2 separate regions of the Mus musculus genome follow, and region 1 is linked to region 2. Evidence: chromatin contacts called from public promoter capture Hi-C data. All regions are on one chromosome and are shown on one strand. Each heading gives the region's core, a stretch centred on a gene start, on an enhancer-like site or on the middle of the called end of the contact. The rest is flanking DNA. Distances are from core to core; before and after follow the strand shown.

Region 1 (7,137 bases), core at 1,623-4,122, 500 kb before region 2:
GTAATGGCTAGATTTCTTATTCTGAAGCTCCTGACTTCATCCATAGTAGCAATCACCTGTCAGTAACTCCTCAAGTAGGGATGGGAATTCTAGTGTCTCTATGGGCTATGATCTGCAATCTTGGGCAAGTTTTGAGCATACAGTCATTACCTCTGGGATTTGTATGTGCAAGAGTTCTTCAGTGTTCAGAGAATTCTAGCCACCACATCAATGTTGTGCAATCTCAACATATCCCTTTATGCTTTGGTACTTTAGAGAAGGGGCCAATGAAATATCTGTTTTAATTTTCGAGGTTTTATGACTTTGCTGAAGGGAGAACTGAATGAAATGTCTCATGAAATTCTTACAGACTTGTCATCAGGTTGTTTATGGTTTACTGCAAGTATACCACAAAATACTTGTCATACACTTATATTGCTGAATTGGATTACATGATTACATGAATCAACAGAGATACAAACATTTTTCATTCATTATGTGCTGTGGACTAGATTCAGTTAGTCTCTCAACTTATGGGAAACCAGGATTTCAGTAATCAGATGGACAAGCAGTCAGGATGACAAACAGACACAAACACAGGGGAGGACTGTTGATCTGAATGTAATGTCTCAAAGTGAGCATCAGATTTATATTACAGAAGAAAACAAAGAAGTTAGGTGACACATAAGCCAAGGTACATTGAAGTTATCTGAGACAAAACAGAGACTGCATAAAAAAAGACTGCAAGGAAACATGCAGTGTTTACAATTGAGATAAGATCAACCCTATCAAAAGTCAGCTATTGACAGGAGCCAGGTGAGGATTTCACACCCTAGCCACAATTTATGCTATTCCTCTGATCTTTGTGATAGTTTGCACCAGGGGGACTCTGCTCTTGCTGACCTTTTTATGAATAATGCAATACTGTGTATTTCCTCTTTAAACCACAACCCTCCTTCTTCCTAGGTCATTGTAAATTCTTGCATATGGGAGTAACTTGGCTGCTCTTTTAAGTGTCTGTAGGGAATACCCATTGGTCAGAAGAACTCACTAATTTTCTTTTAGCATGCAATGTAGTCTGCCATACCTGACTGTAGGGAGAATTCTAAGTTTACTATTTTGACTAGCCCTGAGATTACTAACTCCTATCTGGCAAACTGTGAGATGCCTGATTCCTAATTGCCAACACTGGGGCATTTCGTCTAAATGAGTATCATTCTTACGAAATTCCAAGCCCAGGACTTGGAATTGGCTCCAAGAATCCTAGGAAATTGGTGAAGGCCAGGAAGCAAAGTTCAGTCTAGCTTAGGTATTTGACAAATTATTTCTCGGAGGTACCTATAATAAAATAATACTGAAAGAAAGCACATAGATCTATTCACTTACTAATGAAAGGACAAGTTTGGAGCATTCATGTTACAGGATGCCAAGGCTACAGGAGACTAAGTTTCAGTGAAACTTTTTTGCCTTGGGGCTGCCATGCAGTCTTCACTGGAGTGGGTGTGGCATTTGCCCTCTTTATACTTTTTAGATGAAATTTCAGAATGTTCCACCTCTATCTCAGAAGATCTCTAAAGATAAATGGAAACACAACAATTAATAAAATAATGTCAATTATAATAGCAAGCAAGAATATATACTGAACTCAATATAAGGTATTTTTTTAAATTAGGTATTTATTTCAGTTACATTTCCAATGCTATCCCAAAAGTCCCCCACACGCTCCCTGACCCACTCCCCCACCCTCCCACTCCCACTTCTTGGCCCTGGCATTCCCCTGTACTGAGACATATAAAGTTTGCACGACTGACCAATGGGCCTCTCTTTCCACTGATGGCCGACTAGGCCATCTTCTGATATATATGCAGCTAGAGACATGAGCTCCGGGGGGTACTGATTAGTTCATATTGTTGTTCCACTTATAGGGTTGCAGATCCCTTTAGGTCCTTGCTTACTTTCTCTAGCTCCCCCATTGGGGGCCCTGTGATCCATCCAATAGCTGACTGTGAGCATCCACTTCTGTGTTTGCTAGGCCCCAGCATAGTCTCACAAGAGACAGCTATGTCTAGGTCCTTTCAGCAAAATCTTGCTAGTGTATGCAATGGTGTCAGCGTTTGGAAGCTGATTATGGGATGGATCCTCGGATATGGCAGTCTCTAGATGGACCATCCTTTTGACTCAGCTCCAAATTTTGTCTATGTAACTCCTTCCATGGATGTTTTGTTCCCAATTCTAAGAAGGGACAAAGTGTCCACACCTTGGTCTTCGTTCTTCTTGAGTTTCATGTGTTTTGCAAATTGTATCTTCTATCTTGTGTATTCTAGGTTTCTGGGCTAATATCCACTTATCAGTGAGTACATATTTTGTGATTGGGTTACCTCACTCAAGATGATGCCCTCCAGGTCCATATGTCTCTTAAAATGTCTAGAACCAGCCTTTTAAATGAAGACTGTTATTTCTAATATTGGATTGATTATTAGAACAGTCCATGATTGAATCAGAATAATTGGTCACATTAAAGGAAAGGGAAGAATCATCATGACATTTAACTATGTAAATTAATATGTTTTCAAGGTCATATAGAGGAGAATTCAGAGACCAGCCATATTATGAGGTCACTAGTTTTATGAGACATTTTAGAATATTTTAATATCTACGTACCATTAATAATTGAACATGACATCATTATTTCTTGGCTATTTGAAAACATGCCATCATAAGAGACATGAATCACTCTCATGTAAACAGGGATTAATTGAAATCATTCTTCAATTATTTTCCCATCACCATAGTTCTGGTCATTTAATTATCAGCTCTGGGAAATGCAAGTTATAGTTTAACCTCTGGGCTGAAGCTTCTTGGATAAAAGGTCAAGCAGTGACAAAAGTAAATGGACTGTGAAGAGAAGGATTTTGATTTTCAGGATGCCTGGAAAGTGGATTTCTGCTCTGCTGCTGCTGCAGATAAGTTGCTGCTTCAGATCTGTGAAATGTGGGAAAGTGTTGGTGTGGCCGATGGAATTCAGTCATTGGATGAACATAAAAATAATACTGGATGAACTGGTACAGAGAGGCCATGAAGTCACTGTTCTGAGACCTTCAGCTTACTATGTTCTTGATCCCAAAAAATCACCTGGCCTTAAGTTTGAAACTTTTCCTACATCTGTCAGTAAAGACAATCTGGAAAATTTTTTCATTAAGTTTGTGGATGTGTGGACTTATGAAATGCCAAGGGATACATGTTTGTCATATTCTCCTTTACTGCAAAATATGATTGATGAATTTTCTGATTATTTTCTAAGTCTTTGTAAAGATGTTGTTTCAAACAAAGAGCTCATGACAAAGCTACAGGAATCCAAGTTTGATGTGCTTTTGTCAGATCCTGTTGCTTCCTGTGGGGAGCTCATAGCTGAACTGCTCCAGATTCCTTTTCTGTACAGTATCCGCTTCTCTCCAGGCTACCAAATTGAAAAGTCCAGCGGGAGATTTCTACTCCCTCCCTCTTATGTACCTGTAATTCTGTCAGGATTAGGTGGACAAATGACATTCATAGAGAGAGTAAAAAATATGATATGCAGGCTTTATTTTGACTTTTGGTTCCAGATGTTTAATGATAAGAAATGGGACTCATTTTACAGTGAATATTTGGGTAAGTTAAATTTTTTTCTAAGTTGCTTGAATACCTAAGTTTCACAAGTATGGAAATCTTTATGTCCATGAAATAGAAAGTGTAAGAGTCTTTTATAAGTGATCAAATGTATAATGATATAAACTATCAAACTCACAAGCTCTTGTAAAAACTCATATATTTGATCAAATAGGAGAAGGTATCGGTATCAGTGCTGATAGAAGACATTTTGGTTAGCTATACAATTACATAGAGATGAAATTAGATGGTCCCTAAGTGATTCTTTACTCATTTAATGACATATTTTATAATATATATATATGGAAGGAGTTATTTTCTCTTGCCTCGGCCTGGGTCTTTATTTAAAATGAAAATGTAGGGTCAGAAAACATGCCCAAAGAGTTAAGATTGTTTCTGTATAGTATAGTACCAGAGCACTCTTCCAGGCACCACTCATGTACAGTGGCTCAAAATTGCCTGTATCTTCAGCTTCAAGGAAACTGCTGCCATTTATCATCTCCACAGACACTGGCATAAACAATATATACTTGTGCAGATACACATACATATAAATGTAAAGATAAAACAAAATATTTTCTTTGTTTATCATTTAAAAATCCCCCTTATCTTGAAAACCATTATATTATTTCCAAAGTTTAAAAGTGGAACAGATATTTCTACCAGTCCCACATTTGCTTATTGGGCCATTTCCTAAATTCAATTGCAAATGCCTAAATTTTACAAAGGCATCGACACATATGCTGTGCTTTTTTGAAGTCACCTTTTTGCTCTTAAAAATGTACCACATGTAAGACTAGCCAAAAAATTTCTATTCTCATAATTCTGAATGTATCGAGATTGCTTTATAGTATAAGTACTATTAAATAACTCAATATAAAAAATAATAGAAGCATTAACCACAAATTCAATCATTTATAAACTTTACAGCTCCCTGAAAGGAATGAAAATAGCTATAAACTATCATGATCCTTGGAATTCTGGTCAGGGTACTCAGGGTGGTGAGAGTTTTGGTCATGGAATGTGTGTTTGTATTTACATAGTTTTGGTTTTTTTTTTTTTTTTTTTTTTGAAGATTTGGAGAAGAAAAAAATGTGTGCTGCTTTATATATTTGCTTGTTGAGTTATTTCTGTAATTATTTACAGTTTTAAATTACAGAGGAAACATGAAATAACTCTTACATATTGCTTTAAAAGTAAATACAAGGTCAGGCAATGGTGGCACATGCCTTTAATCCCAGCACGCAGGGACAGGCAGATTTCTAAGATTGAGGCCAGCCTGGTCTACAGAGTGAGTTGCAGGACAGCCAGGGTTATACAGAGGAACCCTGTTTCAAAAAAAAAAAGAAAGAAAGAAAGAAAGAAAGAAAGAAAGAAAGAAAGAAAGAAGGAAGGAAGGAAGGAAGGAAGGAAGGAAGGAAGGAAGGAAGGAAAGAAAGAAAGAGAGAAAGAAAGAAAGAAGGAAAGAAAGAAAAAAGAAAGAAAAAGAAAAAAGAAAAAGGAAAGAAAAGAAACACAAATTAACAGGTATCTTTAATCCACAAATCAATTATCTATGATATATTACATATAAAAATATTACATTTTAAATGTACAAGTTCTATATCAAATACAAATTCTTCCAACGTCTTTAAGGAAATATATTTTATACTCAGCAGACAGTCCTGTCAACTTTTCTCTGTCTAATTTTCTCATCTTCTCCATCTAGGAAGGCCCACCACCTTAGCTGAGACAATGGGCAAGGCAGAAATGTGGCTCATTAGATCCAACTGGGATTTGGAGTTTCCTCACCCAACCTTACCAAATGTTGACTATGTTGGAGGACTCCACTGCAAACCTGCTAAACCTTTGCCTAAGGTAAATATACTCTTTTTATCTCGTTTTCATTTCATATCATTTCTGGTGAAATAATTATATATTTTTCCTTATATTTTTCTCCCAATGATAGAGATATGTGGGAAGTGAAATTATGATTCTTCCTTAGTAGGAACTCTACAAACTCAGGAAAGAATATGACAGACATAAAAAATATTTATATCAGTGAGTTAAGACAGGTAGTGACTGTATTAGAGTGGTTAGTCATTGGGTAAAGTCTTTACCAAGCAACCATGAGGATGTGAGTTTTACTCCCAGGAGCCACAAAAAAAGTTTAGTGTTCTAGCAAAGCATGTAGGAGCTGAAGTAACAAGTTAATACTGAGGATACAAACCTGATAAGATGGTGAGATTTATGTTCAATGAGAGACAGTCTCAAAAATAAAATGTTAAAGTTAACAGATTAGAACATCTGATTGTTATCATGACCTTTATTGGCTAAAACAAAGGCAGGGAATTTGGAGACATTAAGAAAATACTCTCATTTATACACAATATCAGAAAAATATCACATAATTTTACCATACAGTTATGATTATTTTATAAAGAGCCAAATATTTTATTTATCACAGGAGGAAGGATGCATTAACTTATAACATAGGTACATATCACAACATAGATGTTATTTCAGTAAACACTAGCTAATAATATTAAATTAGCCATTATATGAACAAATTTAACAGCGAGCCAAAATTTATAAATTCTGCAGGATGAAAAATATAATGGAGCTACAATTTTACAAATATTTCACATACTATACTTGCATTTCTTAGCTTTCATTTTGCCAGGGAATATATTGAGAAGGTTTGTTGAACATATGTGAGTGCACTTCATTCTGCTGCCTGTGGTGGACTGTGACAGCTCTGTCTTCTGGATGTTTTAACACCACTGTTCTAAAAATGCCTAAGAACACTTCAATTTTTTCCCCTAAGTTTTTTTTTTTTCTTTTTGTAAAAGTTTCATGAGCGATTTCTCTACAATTGCTATTGTGTGAAAACAAGTTCTTTATTCACAGGATATGGAAGAATTTGTCCAGAGCTCTGGAGACCATGGTGTGGTGGTGTTTTCACTTGGGTCAATGGTTAGTAACATGACAGAAGAAAAAGCCAACACAATTGCATGGGCCCTTGCCCAGATTCCACAAAAGGTGAGGTAAAGTGCCCATGGGAGGAGAATGTATACTGAGTCTATAAAAGTCCTTGGAAGGTCTGATTCTAGAAATGACCATGTGAAACCTAAAGGTTTAGGTTAACTCTTATTTACCCTAGCCAAATTATAAACAGAAACACGCAAGAGATACTGCAATATAACACAAGATATTTTTGATTGCATGTACCTTGGATATCAACGTTGTGATCTCTGTGGGTACATTTTGAAGTTCTGGCATTATGATGACATCACTGTCAAGGGTGCGTAGACATTGCAAATTCTTCTTGATTTCACACGAAAAGATAATAGTTGTATGAATTTTAAATTCATGTGAATCAAAAACATGTATAAAACCTGTGCAACCAAATAAATGACCAAATCTAAGCCAAGCAATCCTTAGTGGAAGACTACACATGAAAGAATATTTGCAGAGGACAGATGGCTCCTTACGATTTGTTCTTTTTTTTTTATTGCTGTTTTTGATGAATAA
Region 2 (7,472 bases), core at 1,405-3,904:
ACCATCATATAGGCAGAGGGAGAGGGGATGGTATATGGGGTCTCCAGAGGGGAGACCTGAAAAGCAGAAAACATTTGAAACATAAATAAAGAAAATATTCAATTTTTATGAAAGGCACAATACTTGCTTGTAAGAAGTGAATCAATTGGTGCTTGCTTCAGCAGCACATATACTAAAATTGGAACGATACAGAGAAGATTAGCATAGCCCCTGCACAAGGATGACACACAAATTCAGAAGCATTCCATATTTTTTTCAACACCCATTCATGATAAAAGTCTTGGAAAGATCAGGAATTCAAGGCCCGTACCTAAACATAATAAAATCAATCTCCAGCAAATCAGTTGCCAACATCAAACTAAATGGTGAGAAGCTGGAAGCAATTCCACTAAAATCAGGGACTAGACAAGACTGCCCACTTTCTCCCTACCTATTCAATATAGTACTTGAAGTCCTAGCCAGAGCAATTCGACAACAAAAGGAGGTTAAGGGGATAAAAATTGGAAAGGAAAAAGTCAAAATATCACTATTTGCATATGATAAAATAGTATATATAAGTGACCTAAACATTCCACCAGAGAACTCCTAATCCTGATAAACAGCTTCAGTGAAGTAGCTGGATAAAAAATTAACTCAAACAAGTCAATGGCCTCCCTCTACACAAAGGATAAACAGGCTGAGAATGAAATTAGGGAAATAACACCCTTCACAATAGTCACAAATAATATAAAATACCTTAGCTTGACTCTAACTAAGGAAGTAAAAGATCTGTATGATAAGAACTTCGAGTCTCTGAAGAAAGAAATCAAAGAAGATCTCAGAATATGGAAAGATCTCCCATGCTCATGGATTGACAGGATCAATATAGTAAAATGGCTATCTTGCCAAAAGCAATCTACAGGTTCAATGCAATGCCATCAAAATGCCAACTCAATTCTTCAACGAGTTAGAAAGGGCAATTTGAAAATTCATCTGGAATAACAAAAAAAAAACTAGGATAGCATAAAACTCTTCTCAAGGATAAAAGAACCTCTGGTGGAATCACCATGCCTGACGTAAAGCTGTACTACAGAACAATTGTGATAAAACAAAACAAAACAAAACAAACAAACAAAAAAAAAAACACTGCATGATACTGGTATAGCGACAGACAGGTAGACCAATAGAATAAAATTGAAGACTCAGAAATGAACCCACACACCTATGGTCACTTGATCTTTGACAAGGGAGCTAAAACCATCCAGTGGAAAAAAGACAGCATTTTCAACAAACGGTGCGGGCACAACTGGCGGTTATCATGTAGAAGAATGGAATTGATCCATTCTTATCTTCTTGTACTAAGGTCAAGTCTAAGTGGATCAAGGAACTTCACATAAAACCAGAGACACTGAAACATATAGAGGAGAAAGTGAGGAAAAACTGCGAAGATATGGGCACAGGGGAAAAATTCCTGAATAGAACAGCAATGGCTTGTGCTGTAAGATCGAGAATGAACAAATGGGACCTCATAAAATTGCAAAGCTTTTGTAAGGCAAAGGACACTGTCAATAAGACAAAAAGGCCACCAACAGATTGGGAAAGGATCTTTACCAATCCTAAATCAGGTAGGGGACTAATATTCAATATATATAAAGAACTCAAGAAGATAAACTCCAGAAAATCAAATAACCCCATTAAAAAAATGGGGCTCAGAACTAAACAAAGAATTCCCAGCTAAGGAATACCGAATGGCTGAGAAGCACCTGAAAAATGTTCAACATCCTTAATCATCAGGGAAATGCAAATCAAAACAACCCTGAGATTCCACCTCACCCCAGTCAGAATGGCTAAGATCAAAAATTCATTAGGCTATAAGGTACACAGATGCTGGCGAGGATGTGGAGAAAGAGGAACACTCCTCAATTGCTGGTGGGGTTGCAAGCTTGTACAACCACTCTGGAAATCAGTCTGGCGATTCCTTAGAAAATTGGACATAGTACTACTGGAAGATCCTGCAATACCTCTCCTGGGCATATATCCAGAAGATTTTCCAACTGGTAATAAGGAACATGCTCCACTATATTCATAGCAGCCTTATTAATAATAGCCAGAAACTGGAAACAACCCAGATGTCCCTCAACAGAGGAATGGATACAGAAAATGTGGTACATTTACACAATGGAGTACTACTCAGCTATTAAAAACAATGAATTTATGAAATTTAGGTAAATGGATGGATCTGGAAGGTATCATCCTGAGTGACGTAACCCAACCACAAAAGAACTTAACATGATATGTACTCACTGGTGAGTGAATATTAACCCAGAAACTAAGAATACCCAAGATACAATTTGCAAAACCCATGCAACTCAAGAAGAAGGAATACCAAAGTGTTGATACTTCGTTCCACCTTTGAATGGGAAAATAATATTGAAAAAGAAAAGAAAAAGAAGTGAATCAATTGTAGCTCAATACTATCAGGGACAAAAAAGACAAACTTCGTGAACCTTGAGCTCATGTTCCATGTGTGTATTTACTTAGAATGTTACACCATCAGACTCATCTAGTCAGTGATGTGGTTAGAAGTTATATGTTAACTTCTTGATTGACAGAACTTACATAAAAGCAGAAAAAAACTGTGAAGAATGACAAATATCAAAAACATTCTCTTTCAGCAAGATGTCTATGAAACAGGCTTCAGTTTTTCTGTTGATACAGTTCATATGCTATATTAGACCTGGAGCCTGTGGGAAAGTGCTGGTGTGGCCTACAGAATACAGCCATTGGATAAATATGAAAATAATCCTGGATGAACTTGTCCAGAGAGGTCATGACGTCACCGTTCTCATATCTTCTGCTTCCATCCTCATTGGGCCGAGCAATGAATCTTCTATTAATTTTGAAATTTATTCTGCACCTTTGAGTAAAGATGATCTTGAATATGCTTTTGAAAAATGGGTAGGAAACTGGACATACGAATTAAAAAAACTTCCATTTTGGACATCTTATTCAAAACTGCAAAAAATCTCCAGTGAATATTCAGACATGATTGAAAGTTTCTGCAAAGCAGTAGTTTGGAACAAGAGCCTCATGAAAAAACTCCAAGGATCTAAGTTTGATGTCGTTCTAGCAGATGCCTTGGTTCCCTGTGGTGAGCTGCTATCAGAACTGCTTAAGACACCTTTAGTATACAGTCTCCGCTTCTGTCCTGGATACAAATGTGAAAAGTACAGTGGGGGCCTTCCACTCCCCCCTTCCTATGTGCCTGTGGTTCTGTCAGAACTAAGTGACCACATGACATTTGCAGAAAGGGTGAAGAATATGTTGCAGGTGTTGCTTTTTGACTTTTGGTTTCAAACATTTAACGAGAAATCCTGGAATCAGTTTTACAGTGATGTTCTAGGTAAACTGTGCCTTTCATTGTTACTGTGAAATCCTGACTTGATGTTTTTTTGAATGAGAATGTGTATAGGTGAATATAAAGGCATAGAATGAGATTCTTAATTGTGAGCTGATAGAGTAAAAATAGAAGAGAATCAAATAGGCTCTTAGCAAGGCAAAATACTGCAGAGTAATTATACAGAACACTTCAGAAATTACTAACCATGCAAAATTAGACAAGGAAGATTTCTCTTGGTGATCATTTGATCTGCTCTACATTGTCTAAGTATAAGAAACTCCAGGTTTCATTGAGTGCTTTAATATCTGTAAATGAGAACACTACAGAGTCATAATTCATTACCACAACTATTTGTGTAGCACTGAAGAAAACACATTTCCTTAAGACATTTACTCACTTAGAAATTAAAACATTTATCAAGAATGTCCTGAAAGCTTATTCACAATTAAATTGTACCACTAGAACCAGAAACAGTCAAGGCAACTTGATTTTCTTAGAATTTGAGTTGGATCATATCTATAAAACTTAATCTTAAAGCCTTAAATCTTGATAGAAATGCATAGGTTTTTATTATTTTCAAAATACCTTTTCATTAAATAAAATATTACCTAATTTATTAGGAGAAACAGTTTAAATATTAACTGCTTATACAAATACCCAGCTATAACTTTGAGATATACAACTAAGTTAGTGATACTAGTCTCCTGTAACGGACATAGTACAGCAGGGATAAAAGAAAATTAGTCATTCCTTACCAATTATCACATTGCATTTCAAGAATCAGAAACCAAAAGCATAGCTACTAAAATGTGTAAAATAGACTAAATATTCTACAAAAGCTGTGTTTCTAAGCATTTTCAAGCACCTTTGCAAGAGCAAAATTTCAAATTTATTGGTGCAACGTTGGAAATCAATGTAATTTTCACACAATATTTATGTTAATACAATTATATCATAAATCATAACTGGAACATTTTAAATTGCTTGTCTACATGACCTCAACTCATTGCAGAAATCACATGCTTTATTCCAGACAAACTCCTTTCACCATAGTGTATTTGTTTTTGGTTTTGGGGTGCAGGGAGACCTACAACATTAACTGAGATGATGGGGAAGGCAGACATATGGCTCGTTCGAACCTTCTGGGACTTGAAATTTCCTCACCCTTTCTTGCCTAATTTTGACTTTGTTGGAGGACTCCATTGTAAACCAGCCAAACCACTGCCTAAGGTAACTCTACATTGTTTCCCTTGGTAAACTGTTTTTCCTTTTCATGGAAACAATTCTTAACCACTATTTCCAGATGTTTGGTTTTATGAAACATATATCAAGTGGATTAGAACTCTCTGACAATTAAGATATACATTATTTCCTTACATCTCTGAATCTTCTTACTCTTAAGCAAAGTATTATACCACTTTAGAATGTGGTCAGTGATTTAAAGGTGTTTAGGTAACTCATAAAAGAGAATTTATGCTCTCTTCAAGAACATATAGTAAATGCCAGAGACGTGTTGAACAGCTAAAGAAATAAAGAATCAATATCTTCACTAAATAGAAATTGTATTCTACTTGGAAACATTATAGTGATGAAGAGATGTTATATACACTGTGACAAACGTTATACATTGTTATATTAGATAAACAGATAAGTTGAAGATATATCCAACAGAGATGAGATGTAATGTCCTAGAATCCTTGTGAAGTTACAATGACCTAGCCAATGTACAGGGTTAGATTAATGAATGAAAAGAAGAGAGGAAAAATAGAAAATTGAAACAACCATTGAAAGAATGACAGACTTAGATAAGCAGGACGATGACATGGCAGGCAGGAGTTTTTGGACAGCTTCATGTATGCATGTTCCACACATGGCTCTCTTTTAACCTTTCCACTTCCTTGGAGTCTTTCTACCCTTAGGTTCTGCAGGGATTTATTTTTTGTCTTTGTAGTTTCCACATGCAAAAGAAAACAACACTTATCTTTCTGTTTCTGGCTTATTGATTAATCTCCTGTCCTCTAAACAATAGCTATTTTCCTAAATTATTTAATAATAATAACATTTTTCTATCTGAGTAAAACACAATTATGTATATTTACCAACACTTTGATACACATTGATCACTTGAAGAATATCTAAGCTAATCCTATATAGGGGAATTTTGAATAATGATGTAATAAACATTATTATGTAGATTTTTCACTTGCAATTATTTCCTTCAGATATCACCAAAGAGTGGCATAGGTTAACTGTATGTAACACATTAATGTTATTTATATCAAGACGCTTATTTATGTATTTTATCTAATTTTACATTTCCAAATATGATAAATGCATAAATGTTCAATTTCCATATTATCTGTAGGAGCATTTTTATAGTACATACATTTTTGTGACATTCATGATAAGTGGATTATGATGGAATATTGATATATTTTGAATTTATTTTTTTAATAGCTGACATTATTGAAAGATTTTCAGATAATTGTAAGCTATTTAAATCTGAGGGAACAACTACTTTGGATCATTTGCCTAAGTTAATTGAATTCTTATTTCTTCTGATGTTAGTTTGTTTTTTTAATTAGCATACTCTCTTAAAAATTTATGAATATTACACAACTCTTTAGAGAGTCTCTTCATTTTGATAGATTTTTTTGTTCTTCATAAGCTTTTACTATAAGGTACTCCTATTTTTCAATTCCCAAATTACTCCCAATGCTACTGTGGTTATTCAATACATTACTGCTTTTTATTCTATGTCATGGAGTTTCTCTTCTTTTTTCCCTATTTTTATGTAGTAGAAACACATTACTTTTATTTAGAATGTACTAAAGATAATTTCTTTTTTTTCAATGTGAGAATACATAATTTTTTCAATTAATTAATTTATTTATGCCCCAAATGTTGCCTACATCGTGGTCCCCCTCTTAGAGTTCTTCTCTATCCCTCATCTCCCTCTATCTCTCCTTCCCTACATTTCTTCTTCTTTTCTATTCCCTCCTTTGCTGCTCGTCCTTCTCATTTCTCTCAAAGAAACCACAAAAAAGAAAATCAAAGAAATGAACTTAAAAAAATAAGACCAAAAATATTCCAGCAAAACGAAAGGAAAGAAAAAGCACACATAAGATTTAATATAAATAAATAAATAAATAAATAAATAAATAAATAAAAACATGGCATTTATTTTAGGTGGCTAACTATTCCTGGGCTTGGGACCTCCTCTGGTGTATGATTGATTTACCCAGTCACTACTGGGGAAAGCTGGTTTTCCCCTTTGTTATCAGATACCACTTGCAAATAGCTTCTTAGTTAGAAGTGGAAGTCCATGAACATTTTCTATTCTGTGCGCAGGAACTTCATCTGCCTTGAACCTGGGCAGGTCTTAGACATGCTGCTACAGTCTCTGTGAGTTTATATGAGCATCAGTCTTATTATGCCTGGTAGACCCTGGGATGTCATTCATCCCCTCTGGATCTTATAAACTTTCTCCCTCCTACTCATGATGGTTTGAAAATACCTCCTAATGAAACTCTAAATTTCAATAACTCTACTGACAATAATTTTTTACTCTAATTTTCTTATGTTGGTAAATTGTACTATAGCACAAATGTACTCTCCATGAACACATGACTGCTGAGGCAATGGATACACTGGTCTCACTAAAATAATTCCAGTAATTACATTATTTCCTCTGGTAATGTTTGTCTCAGTTCCTTAGACAGTGCTTCCCAGGCAGCCATTAATTTGTGATGTCACAACTGTCTTCATAGGAAATGGAAGAATTTGTTCAGAGCTCTGGAGAACATGGTGTGGTGGTGTTTTCTCTGGGATCAATGGTTAAAAACATTAAAGAAGAAAAGGCCAATGTAGTTGCTTCTGCTCTTGCCCAGATTCCACAGAAGGTAACATAAAGAGTTCACTGGGTGGACAAATGTATTGTAAGTCTATTGAACTCTGAAAGGATTGCAGTAGGAAAAACTGCTGTGAAATATAAAGTAAGGGGTTCTTTCCTATGAATCTCAAACACCACATTAAAAAGAAAAGAATGAATTGCAGAAGATAAAATATTAGTCTGGTTCTGATTGACATTATA

What was found. Promoter capture Hi-C pulls out the DNA fragments that hold promoters and counts their contacts.
Region 1: a contact with region 2 is called in a promoter capture Hi-C map of liver, with 4 times the contacts expected there. The contact joins the promoter of Ugt2b38 here to the promoter of Ugt2b1 in region 2. A contact is called at or near these places in 2 of 39 promoter capture datasets (hippocampal neurons and liver).

What each region holds. Positions count from the first base shown.
Region 1 is chr5:87,419,938-87,427,074 of GRCm38.p6, reverse strand. It overlaps Ugt2b38 (UDP glucuronosyltransferase 2 family, polypeptide B38), which reads left to right and starts at 2,872. Exons shown (of 6, transcript NM_133894.2): 1 at 2,872-3,627; 2 at 5,333-5,481; 3 at 6,514-6,645. The coding sequence starts at 2,904.
Region 2 is chr5:86,921,685-86,929,156 of GRCm38.p6, reverse strand. Ugt2b1 (UDP glucuronosyltransferase 2 family, polypeptide B1) reads left to right here and starts at 2,654. Exons shown (of 6, transcript NM_152811.1): 1 at 2,654-3,382; 2 at 4,461-4,609; 3 at 7,150-7,281. The coding sequence starts at 2,659. Gm24121 (a small nuclear RNA gene) reads left to right here and starts at 149; the gene lies at 149-254.